Regions from separate parts of the Pan troglodytes genome. Here regions 1 and 3 are each linked to region 2. The links are chromatin contacts, called in public Hi-C maps. All regions are on one chromosome and are shown on one strand. The core of a region is the stretch at or near the end of the contact, and the rest is flanking DNA. Distances in the headings are between cores, read along the strand shown. Region 1 overlaps LOC107973828 (a long non-coding RNA gene). Region 2 overlaps ITGA6 (integrin subunit alpha 6). Region 3 has its middle 3.2 kb from the start of DLX2.

Region 1 (3,335 bases), core at 622-3,121, 290 kb after region 2:
AATCATTTGCAATCCAATAATCCAATAGAAATAGGAAAACGATGTGAATCATCTGCTCATAGAATTCAAGTAGCTCTTTTTTCATGTGGAAAAGAATAAATTGTACTCAAAATTTAAAAGATGAAAACTAGAATGAAATTCTACTTTTAAAGCCTATTTGCTCACCTTGGCAAATATTTTAAAAGTGCGATAAACCTAGTGTGAACAACGAGGGAAATGGGGAGCAGTCACTGATGAGCGTATCAATAGGTACCACCTTTGGTGGTCAATTGGCAAAATCTATAAAATTTTAAATGCAAATATTTTTCAAGGAGACAATTCCACTTCTAGGAATGTATTCTATAGACATGGTTGCACACGTACTCAAAGATATACACACAGATGTTCACTGCAGAATTGTTTGTCATAGCAAAAGACTGGAAACAACCGCCATATCCTTCCATCGTGGCCGATAGAATAATTACGGGGTGCTGGTATAACATACAGAACACCAGGCAGCCATCTAAAAGAATGCCGTACACCCACACATGCTGATGTGAGGTCATCTCCAAGATACATGATAAAGGGGGAGCTGAGGCGGGAGGGCAGATGACCCAGTTTGGGGATGGGGACGCATTTGAAAGGAGATAGCCATATACTTGTGTTCTGGAAGGAATCAAAAGAAAATATTAGCAGTGGCTGCCTGGTCTGAAAGGGGAAGAGGCTTCTGTATCTGTACTGTTTGAATTTTCTGCCATGTGCACTTACTATTTTTTCCATTTTTAAAACTAGTTAATTAAAAAAAGAAATAGCCATTTAAAGCAAGGTAGAGGGGAGGGAGATTCATGGTACTCTGAGCTCTGCTGTCACAAGGAAAGAGAGTCCACATCCCACCCAAGCACTGAGCAACAATGGAAAGTCAAACGCTGGAGGAGGAAGCAAGGCCAAAAAAATATTTTTTTAATAAAATAAAAAAATTTATGTAGATACAAAGAAAATGATAGCAACGCAACGATAAAGGCATTGGAGTAGCACTTTCCACCAGCATATTGCTAGTCAGAATGAGTGCAGCCCGGCGCGAGGACCACCCGCTTCCGTGACCACGACTGGACCCCTCCCCAGCCCACTATCCTTGGGGTCCGCTCGTTCGTGCCGTCCGAGCCGTCTGTGGGAGCGACCCAGGCCCGGGCGCCTAACTCCCGGCAGCGGGGCGGCAGTTCGCGCTTCCCCGAGGGTGGTGCAGGTCAGCCCCGCAGGCGGGCAAGATCCTAGCCCCGGGAAGTGCTGTCGTGTGTGCAAACTTCGCTGCGGTCTGAAAGAGCTCTCGGTCGGTCGGGGCCCCGGAGGCCCCCGGCACGACTGCAGTTGCGCCCGGGGCTGAACGCGGCGTTGGCTGCAGCGCGCTCCCAAGCTGCCCTGCCCCGGCCCACATTCCTAAGGCCACAGTGCGACCCAGCGGGCCGCGGGGAAACTGCGCCGGACCACGGCCAGCCACCGCCCGAGCCCTCACCTGCAGCCTTCCAGGAAATGTGGCCGCGGGAGCTTCCCTCCTCCTTCCTAAATGGAGAGGGCTGATCTGTTTGCCAAGACAATGTCTAAACCTGACCCTTCCCTCACGCTGTAGAAGAAAATCGAAGTGCTGGAAAGTTCTGGTGGAGGGACTTGGAGGGATAAAATTCAGAATTCCAGACATCTTGTAATTTATGAAGTCAAGGAAGGTCCGTTTCTACCTGAAGAATGACTCCAATGATTTAATAAAATCTATAGACACTAGGCTTATAAGCAGGCTCGACCAAAATGCCACCTGCTTTGTGACGTTGGCCTCTGGCTAAGTGGAAACGTCCCCTGGCTCGCTGGCTTTCGCGGCCATTGTAACAGTCTCTCAGCTCTTACCACGTTCCCTGTGAATTGAATCTGCATGTCATTCCCTTTAACAGACCCTACAAGCTCCCTGAAGCAGAGATCCTATCTTCCTCATCTGTGTTAGGAATAGGCACCAAGACAGAAAGAAACCCTGCAGCAGTTAAGAACAGGAAAGAAAAAAGCAGCAAAGTCACAACAGCAACACTCACTCGCCAATTTTATTTGTCACTTAACAAGTGTATTGGGCTGGGCGCGGTGACTCACATCTAAAATCCCAGCACTTTGGGAGGCTGAGGCCGGTGGATCACCTGAAATCAGGCGTTCGAGACCAGCCTGGCCAACATAGTGAAACCCTGTCTCTACTAAAAATACAAAAATTAGCCGGGTGTGGTGGTGCGCACCTGTAATTCCAGCTACTCGCGAGGCTGAGGCACAGGAATCATTTGAACCCGGGAGGCGGAGGTTGCAGTGAGTCAGGATGGCACCACTGCACTCCAGCCTGGGTGACAAAGTAAGAATCTGTCTTAAAAAAAAAAAAATGTTTATTGAACACCAAATAGCCATATATTGTGAACCTTGATCCAGTAGACCAGCATTTTTCAATGGACGCCCTCTGCACGTCAGTTTCAGGCCATATTAATACCATATAACTTGAACATCAGGGCACCCTGAACGTATGGTGAGCCCACGTGTTGCAAGAGAAAAGTTCCTCAAAAAAAAAAGTTGCGGTTTTAGGAATTCTTTTAGCCAACTTGAAAACATAAATGTTTAGGATATATATGAGTTAAATGTCAGTGTATAGGATTGGATTTATTCATTTAGTTACACATAAAAGCTTAAATCACACATGTGAAATAATACATTGATTTTGAAATAATGCTTTTTTTCTACTCTGACATGTTATGAAGCAATTTTATTTAAACGCTTACCTGAGTTTTTCAATATCTTAGAAGAAGAGACGTATCTTAGGGCATCTAACACAGTCGTTTTTATTTACAAACAATATTTTTTGAACCCATGTGTGAGCTATCACCGGACATTTAATACTAAGCCATAATTTGATAAATTCAGAGTTTTAAAAAATGTATCCTATAGGGATAGATTTGTGATCTCTTCAACATATTCACTAACTGTATTGCTTTTTTGTCATTGCTGATTTACACCAGCACCCAGTCAATAGTCACATGGGGAGGTCAGGCCCTGCATCAATCAGTAAGGGTCTAGCTACAGGGAATAAGGGTCTAGCTCCTGGCTAGTTTGAGCAAGATATTTGTAACAGGGTGTCATATAACTTCCAGAATCACCAAACTGGAGGTAGTAGGGGAGAGTTTGGCAAGAAACAGACTCTAGACTGAGCTTCTAGTAATAATTCCAAAGTCACATCAGATAATTGGCCAGAGAACAAAAAGCCCCAAGCCAAATCTGGTTCTGCTGCTATAGCAGCCCCGTGTGAAATGATGCCACCTCTGCTACAATCAAGAAGCTGCTGGCCA
Region 2 (3,360 bases), core at 100-2,599:
CAATACCCTTTGCCATCTCTTGATACCTAGGGTCCTGAATGCAGAAGGTAAGTGAAACTGTAAGACTAAGGGAGCCCTCCAAAATACATCTCTTAAGGCAACAATGTAAAATCTAGTATTCCAAACTGCAGCTACCATCCAAACTAACAAAAAAAATGGGTACTTCTCTATATAGTCCCCAATTTTTTTATTTAACAGCATTAAATGTTCTTTTCTTTACTGGAGATGGGAGAAAAAGACTCAGATTTACTTTAGGATCTTGTAGCTGACAATGTATCAATGCCAAACAGGACAGTTACTGTTAGTCAGAGAGACGGGGACCACAACCACCACCAGGCGCTCATTTCAGTATCAATTTAAACCCACTGTGTGACCTATATCCAAATTTTGCACTCCTCCATAAGTAGCAATACAGACACAAGTTTTAATCTTGAATCATTACAAAAACATGAAACTAAACAACTTTAGACAGAAGGAAAAATGCCAAAATGTTAAAAAATAAGTCTAGATACTGAGATTGCCAGTGGGTTTTTTTATTCTTCATAGGTCTGTGTATTTTACCAGCTTCTTAAAATTAACACATATTAGTTTCTAATAAAAGAACACATGTTATTTCTTTTCTTGAGATGGTATCTTGCTCTGTCACCCAGGCTGGAGTGTAGTGGCACGATTTTGGCTCACTGCAGCCTCTGCCTCCCAGGTTCAAACAATTCTCACGCCTCAGCCTCCTAAGTAGCTAGGACTACAGGCGTACACCACCATGCCCGGCTAATTTTTGTATTTTTAGTAGAGATGGGGTTTCACCATGTTGGCCAGGCTGGTCTTGAACTCCTGACCTCAAATGATCCACCCAACTCGGCCTCCCAAAATGCTAGGATTACAGGTGTGAGCCACCGCCGCCTGGCCAACAAATGTTATTTCTAAAAGATGAAGAAGCAAGAGAAGAACATAGACACGAATCTGCAAATCTACTTAGACCGAACATATCAAACGAGGTTTGGCTAGAGCTTCTCAGTACACTAACTGCTCTGCTTAACCTACAAGAAGCCAGGTACATTGGATGTCAACATGCCTACCTCATGGTATCTTCTACCTATCCAGAGCCCTTAACAAAACAAGTCTCTATCTGAGACAGGAGGGAAAACTTTATCTCTGTTAGCCAGCTCTCATTCCAAAGGGGTCTCATATTTAAAACTGTCTTTCTCCCAAATATTTTAACAGCATGTGAGAACTTTTGGCTGATGAATACAAGATACGCTCATTCATTCTCTTCATTGCTATGAAATCAGTTTTTCCACAACCTCCTGCAGAACCTCAACACATCACTAGGTGGCAACATGCCTACACCATATCGGTTTAGAAACCACGGTTAGGAGGAGCAGCAAAACACGCGGCATCCCAGTATGATTCAGAAGTAAAGTAAGTAAATATTTTCAGGGCAAATAAAAAACAGTCGAGTCTGATGCAATTAAAAGAGGTCCTCTCTACAAGAATAAATGTTTGTCCCCACTCTCCTCCCTCATGGAAACAGTACAGGCAAGCTGCCGGAGTGAACGCTGAGTGAGGGAAAGGAACGCACCATCGTTATCAAATTCGATCCGCGTGCATGGCCCCCGGGCGGTGATGTCGCAGCTGTACAGCCCTCCCGTTCTGTTGGCTCTCTGCAGTGGAAGCGCTTCTGCCCGCGGGGCCCCCACGAGCAACCTGTTGATGAAACAGAGACAATTTGGAGATTTGAATTTAATATACGTTTAACAGTTAAATCAGTCAGAACTAGGAGATAGTGGGATTATTCTTTGTCTAGGAGTCCACTAATTCTTCAACAGCTTAGGCAGTGAGTGAGAACAAATGTAGAGTCCTATGGCTTGTTCCTGCAAAACGCACAAACACAACTAAACAGGGGAAGCCAAAGAGGGGATACCAAAACGAGGAAAACAGGCCTGTCTCTCATAGTATCAGCATTTCTTGCTGGGTATGATCTGGTGTTTAAAAGACACCCTCTTCATAGAATACAACCTCTAAGCCCCTATGATGCCAGGGATATCATATGAAACTCAAGAGAAGAAACCAAATACTTGCGACAATGGAAGGAAAAAATGGCCACACTAAATGTAATAAGCAATAATATGTCAGTTTCTAACACTGTGCCTTCCTGAGGTAGTTTTCAAGGGTAATTCTGACTATATCTTAGATTTTCAGTTTATATACTAATTGAGAGAACCTAACGGTAAGTAAGATACAACTCGACTGAATTATTCACTTGCAGCCTTGGCCTCTTTCCAATTCTTTTTTTTTTCCCTCCAGTTTTATTAGGGTAGAATGGACAAATAAAAAGCAGATATATCTGAGGTGTACAAGTTGATGTTTGTTCTTCCAAGTCAGTTCTTCCTTGCACTTTTGTCACATTACAAGAGTTCGTCCTCTCTCATCCTATCAGTCTCCCACAAAGGATTCAGGGACAACTGGTGTAGCTCCACTTATGTACTAGGCACTGTAATATTCCTTCTTCCCCCCGGCCGAGTGTTTTTATCTCCTATAAGGAGGCCCCCAGTCCAAATCCACAGTCCTTAAAATTTCACCATCTCACAGCTGGACAGGCTCTTTAGAGATCCAACGACCTTGCTGCTAGGTCTCTTTTGCTAACACCTTTACTCACCATCGGGTTTACAATCTTTGAGGCCTGGCTGACTCATGGAACAACTAGGACAAGAAACAAAGACAAAGAACACACACCTGACTGGACAGAGATAAACCAAGAGCTGACAGTTTTGGAAACAAGGCTGGAGCTGAGGAAAAGGACTGGGAACACGAACCTGTACAAACAACAAATTCTTACAACAGAAAACAAGCCACTCCTGGCCGTCAAGAAACCCACCAATCTCAGAAGCAAAAGCAAAACAAATGAAAATACAAACCAAATAGTCTCTATTACCTTCATGCCTGTTGGGTCCCAATAAAGGAATAATTCCAATAAAGGATTCAACATATTTTTTTAAAACCAATATCATGCAGCAGGTGCCACGGGAGGCAAGTGTACCTGGAAAGCAGGGAGGGGGGCCAGATGATGCCCAGACAGAGAAGGAGGGGTGGCTCATGGATAACACATAGCCCCAGCACTGTCCTTCCTCCCAGATCCCTGGACAGTCACAGTCAGCCCCCACCTCCAAACCCACCCTACATTTGAAGGAACAAAACAGCACACACGAAGGTACAGAACTGATACACAGACTTAAATTAGGAACTGGAGCAGTGTCCTTGGTGCCTGAACCTTCTTGACAGAGGACAGAGGCAAGGCCGGGGCCACAAGGGTCCCCACAGGTCTGCTCCACTCCTATTCCAGTGATGTCCCTGATCCCAGGA
Region 3 (3,205 bases), core at 276-2,775, 350 kb after region 2:
TGACTGAGACTCTCAAGCTCGGGAGCCAGGAGGGAGTGTGGAGCCAAAGATGCGGGCCGGGAGCGGTGGCTCACGCCTGTAATCCCAGCCCCAGCACTTTTGGAGGCCGAGGTTGCAGGATCGCTTGAGCCCAGGAGTTTGGGACCAGCTTGAGCAACATAGTAAGACCCCATCTCTACAAAATAAAAAAATTATCTGGGCATGGTGGCATATGCTTGTGGTCCCAGCTACTCCGGAGGCTGAGGAAGGAGGATCCCTTGAGCCCAGGAATTCGAGGCTGCAGTGAGTTGTGATCGCGCCAGTGCACTCCAACCTGAGTGAGAGAGTGAAGCTCTGACTCTTAAAAAAATAACAGTAGGCCTGGCGCGGTGGCTGAGGCCTGTAATCTCAGCACTTTGGGAGGCCAAGGCAGGAGGATCATCTGAGGTCGGGAGTTCGAGACCAGCCTGACCAATATGAAGAAACCTCATCTCTACTAAAAATACCAAAAAAAAAAAAAAAATAGCAGGGCGTGGTGGCACATGCCTGTAATTCCAGCTACTCGGGAGACTGAGGCAGGAGAATCGCCTCAGTTGCGGAGGGTGCGGTGAGCTGAGATCGCGCCATTGCACTCCAGCCTGAGCAACAAGAGCAAAACACCGTCTCAAAATAATAATAATAATAATAATAATTTTTAAAATGGTAGAAACCCGAGACAACCTCTGAGCTGGGAAGCCGTGGCAGCAGAGACCAGAGGACCCACCCATTCCCTGCACAGGCCGAGTTTTAGCTCCCCAAGAGTGATCCCATTGTGTCCTCTCGCCAGGTCCATGCAGGAAAAGAAAAAATGTGAAATCCCAGGACGCAGATCCCTAGTCAGGGGTCGCGTCTGCCTGCCGGCCCAAGGGGCTGCGGAGAGCTGATGGCTCCCGGAGTCCCTCGAGGCTGCCTTAGGGGTCGAAGGGAAAATCAGGTTGAGGAGACCAGCAATGCGAAAGGACCCAGCCAGAGTTGTCCCAAGAAGCTGCAATTAGCCAATGAAGTAAGAACAAAAGCACTGCCGGTTTGGTCGCAAAGGCTGAGCTGGGAGGTTCTCATAACCAAATCCTCCCTCTTCCAACGTCTTTGAGTTTTAGGACAAACCCCAAAGGGATTCGAAAGCGCAGGTTCCTAGAGCTACTACTTCGGGGACGAAAACACAAAGGTACCGAAACTGACATTGCCTCTTGGACCAGCGGCCCGGAAACTCCCGTCTCCGGGACCCTCGACGAGACTGTGAGGAGTAGGAGCAGCAGCGCATGCAGCCCTCCCATCCCCCGAGTGAGGAAGGAGAGTGAAAATGGGCCCGGCCCTGCCACGCACTGAGGGCACCCGGGCGCCCACCCCAGCTCCCTGCCGACAGGAGGCATCCTCTCCCCAGTAATACCCAACTGGGCTGGCTTTCTATGCAGCGGAGGACGCCCAATAGCCCGGCAGAGCAAAGCGCCCGGCTAGGCGAAGGCTGGAATCCTGCCCCAGGCTAGCGGTGGGGCAAGGGTCTGAGAGCAAAGCGCAGACCTGTCCTCTCCAGCTCGCTGTCTTCTGGAGACCTGGAGCTGTTCAACTAAGGCTTACCATAAATACCCTTGTGATTTGTGCTATGGCAACAGAGAAAGGCGGCTGCCTGGCAAGGGGGGAGGGGCACCCAACTCAAAAGAAGTCGTTTCCGTTCTCGAGCCTCAGTGTCCATCTATACAATGAGAATGATGATTCCATCCCTGCCTGGCGCAGGGGTTGGCGTTAGGCTCCTACGAGGGGAGACGTCGCAGCGCGGCGTCAGCCTGGGACAAGCGATCCAAAGCAGAAGAAAGTCTCGGCGATGGGAGTCGAACACGCAAGCACAGAGCAGAAACTTCAGGCTCCCCTTATTTACCCCCACCGTTCTCTATGTTCCTGCGGAGCAAAAGAACGCCGAAGTCAGAGAAATCCGAAAACGGAGAAGGGGAAAGAAAGTGCCCTGGGGCAGAAGAGGTAGCTGGCCGCCCTCAAGCACCAGTGTTCTCCCAAACTCGTTTTAAGCCTCCCCTTCACTCCTCTCAGATCACTAAGGAGATGGGCGTCACTCTGACTGTAGACAAAACTGTCAATTCCCTATGCCACTGCTTCCCTGACTTCAGACCAAAGTAAGCAAATCGTTTGGACATTGTGGTGCAGTAATCAGATAATTTGGCTAAACCCAGACTTGTGTTCAAATTATCAGAACTGATACCTCAAGTCTCTACTTGATTCTCCAAATGCAGTTGTGGGTTCTGTCTCCCTTTCCCCCTCCCTCACACTCTTCCCGCTTGCTCATTGCCTCTGGTCTCTTCTTTGCCCCCTCTTTCCCCCATGTACACAATCCTTTGTTTTCCAGATAAAGTGGGGCTCCAGTCATTTCCTTCCAGAAAGAAACCATTTTCCAGATCCCGGCTGATCTAGACTTTGGGCTGCTAATTAATGGAAGTTACTGAATAAATAAAATACAACAAATTTGCCATCATGAAAAAGCCTGGAGAACATATTTAGGGTGGGAACAAAGAACAGAGAGAAGAAGACATGGTGGTTGGATTTTTTTTTTTTTTTTTTGAGACAGAGTCTCGCTGTGTCACCCAGGCTGCAGTGCAATGGCATGATCTTGGCTCACTGCAACCTCTGCCTCCCCAGCTCAAGCGAATCTCCTGCCTCGGCCTCCCAAGTAGCTTGGATTACAGGCTCCCACCAGCAAACCCGGCTAATTTTTGTATTTTTAATAGAGATGGGGTTTCATTATGTTGGCCAGGCTGGTCTCGAACTCCTGACCTCAGGTGATTTGCCCGCCTTGGCCTCCCAAAGTGCTGGGATTACAGGTGTGAGCCACCGTGCCCAGCAGGTGGTTGGATTTTTAAAATTGTCTTTTTCAGGGAATTTTTTTTTTCTACATTAGATCAAAGCAGCCACCACTGTGGTGACAGAAAGAGTTGGAATTTGAAGTCAAAACACCAAAAGGCGGGCAGATCACGAGGTCAGGAATTCGAGACCAGCCTGACCAACATGGTGAAACCCCATCTCTACTAAAAATACGAAAATTAGCCGGGGGTGGTGGCGCGCGCCTGTAATCCCAGCTACTTATGAGGCTGAGGCAGGAGAATCGCTTGAACCCAGGAGGTGGAGGTTGCAGTGAGCCAAGATGGCGCCACTGCACTCCAGCCTGGGTGACAGAGTGAGACTC

The links. Hi-C and Micro-C count contacts between places; a contact is called where the count stands out from the background.
Region 1: a contact with region 2 is called in a Hi-C map of stem cell-derived neural progenitor cells, with 8 times the contacts expected there. The contact joins two enhancer-like sites. A contact is called at or near these places in 4 of 7 Hi-C or Micro-C datasets (blood, induced pluripotent stem cells and stem cell-derived neural progenitor cells), 1 of 1 datasets of contacts at active chromatin or transcription factors (stem cell-derived excitatory neurons) and 1 of 1 other capture datasets (stem cell-derived neural stem cells).
Region 3: a contact with region 2 is called in a Hi-C map of stem cell-derived neural progenitor cells, with 5 times the contacts expected there. The contact joins two enhancer-like sites. A contact is called at or near these places in 2 of 7 Hi-C or Micro-C datasets (induced pluripotent stem cells and stem cell-derived neural progenitor cells) and 1 of 1 datasets of contacts at active chromatin or transcription factors (stem cell-derived excitatory neurons).

What each region holds. Positions count from the first base shown.
Region 1 is chr13:74,225,962-74,229,296 of NHGRI_mPanTro3-v2.0_pri, reverse strand. The region is part of intron 2 of LOC107973828 (a long non-coding RNA gene); the gene reads right to left. Among named protein-coding and RNA genes, the nearest start is that of DLX2, 66 kb to the right of the region's middle. Within about 2 kb of position 1,871, at least 14 of the 24 cell types and tissues checked have an H3K27ac peak or open chromatin away from gene starts, as enhancers often do. A contact at or near this core is called in stem cell-derived neural progenitor cells, where this site is marked.
Region 2 is chr13:74,514,165-74,517,524 of NHGRI_mPanTro3-v2.0_pri, reverse strand. ITGA6 (integrin subunit alpha 6) reads right to left here. Exons shown (of 25, transcript XM_016950041.4): 2 at 1,580-1,704. Among named protein-coding and RNA genes, the nearest start is that of ITGA6, 40 kb to the right of the region's middle. Within about 2 kb of position 1,349, at least 3 of the 24 cell types and tissues checked have an H3K27ac peak or open chromatin away from gene starts, as enhancers often do. A contact at or near this core is called in stem cell-derived neural progenitor cells, where this site is marked.
Region 3 is chr13:74,163,616-74,166,820 of NHGRI_mPanTro3-v2.0_pri, reverse strand. It overlaps a transcript of LOC107973828 not described here. Among named protein-coding and RNA genes, the nearest start is that of DLX2, 3.2 kb to the right of the region's middle. Within about 2 kb of position 1,525, at least 2 of the 24 cell types and tissues checked have an H3K27ac peak or open chromatin away from gene starts, as enhancers often do. A contact at or near this core is called in stem cell-derived neural progenitor cells, where this site is marked.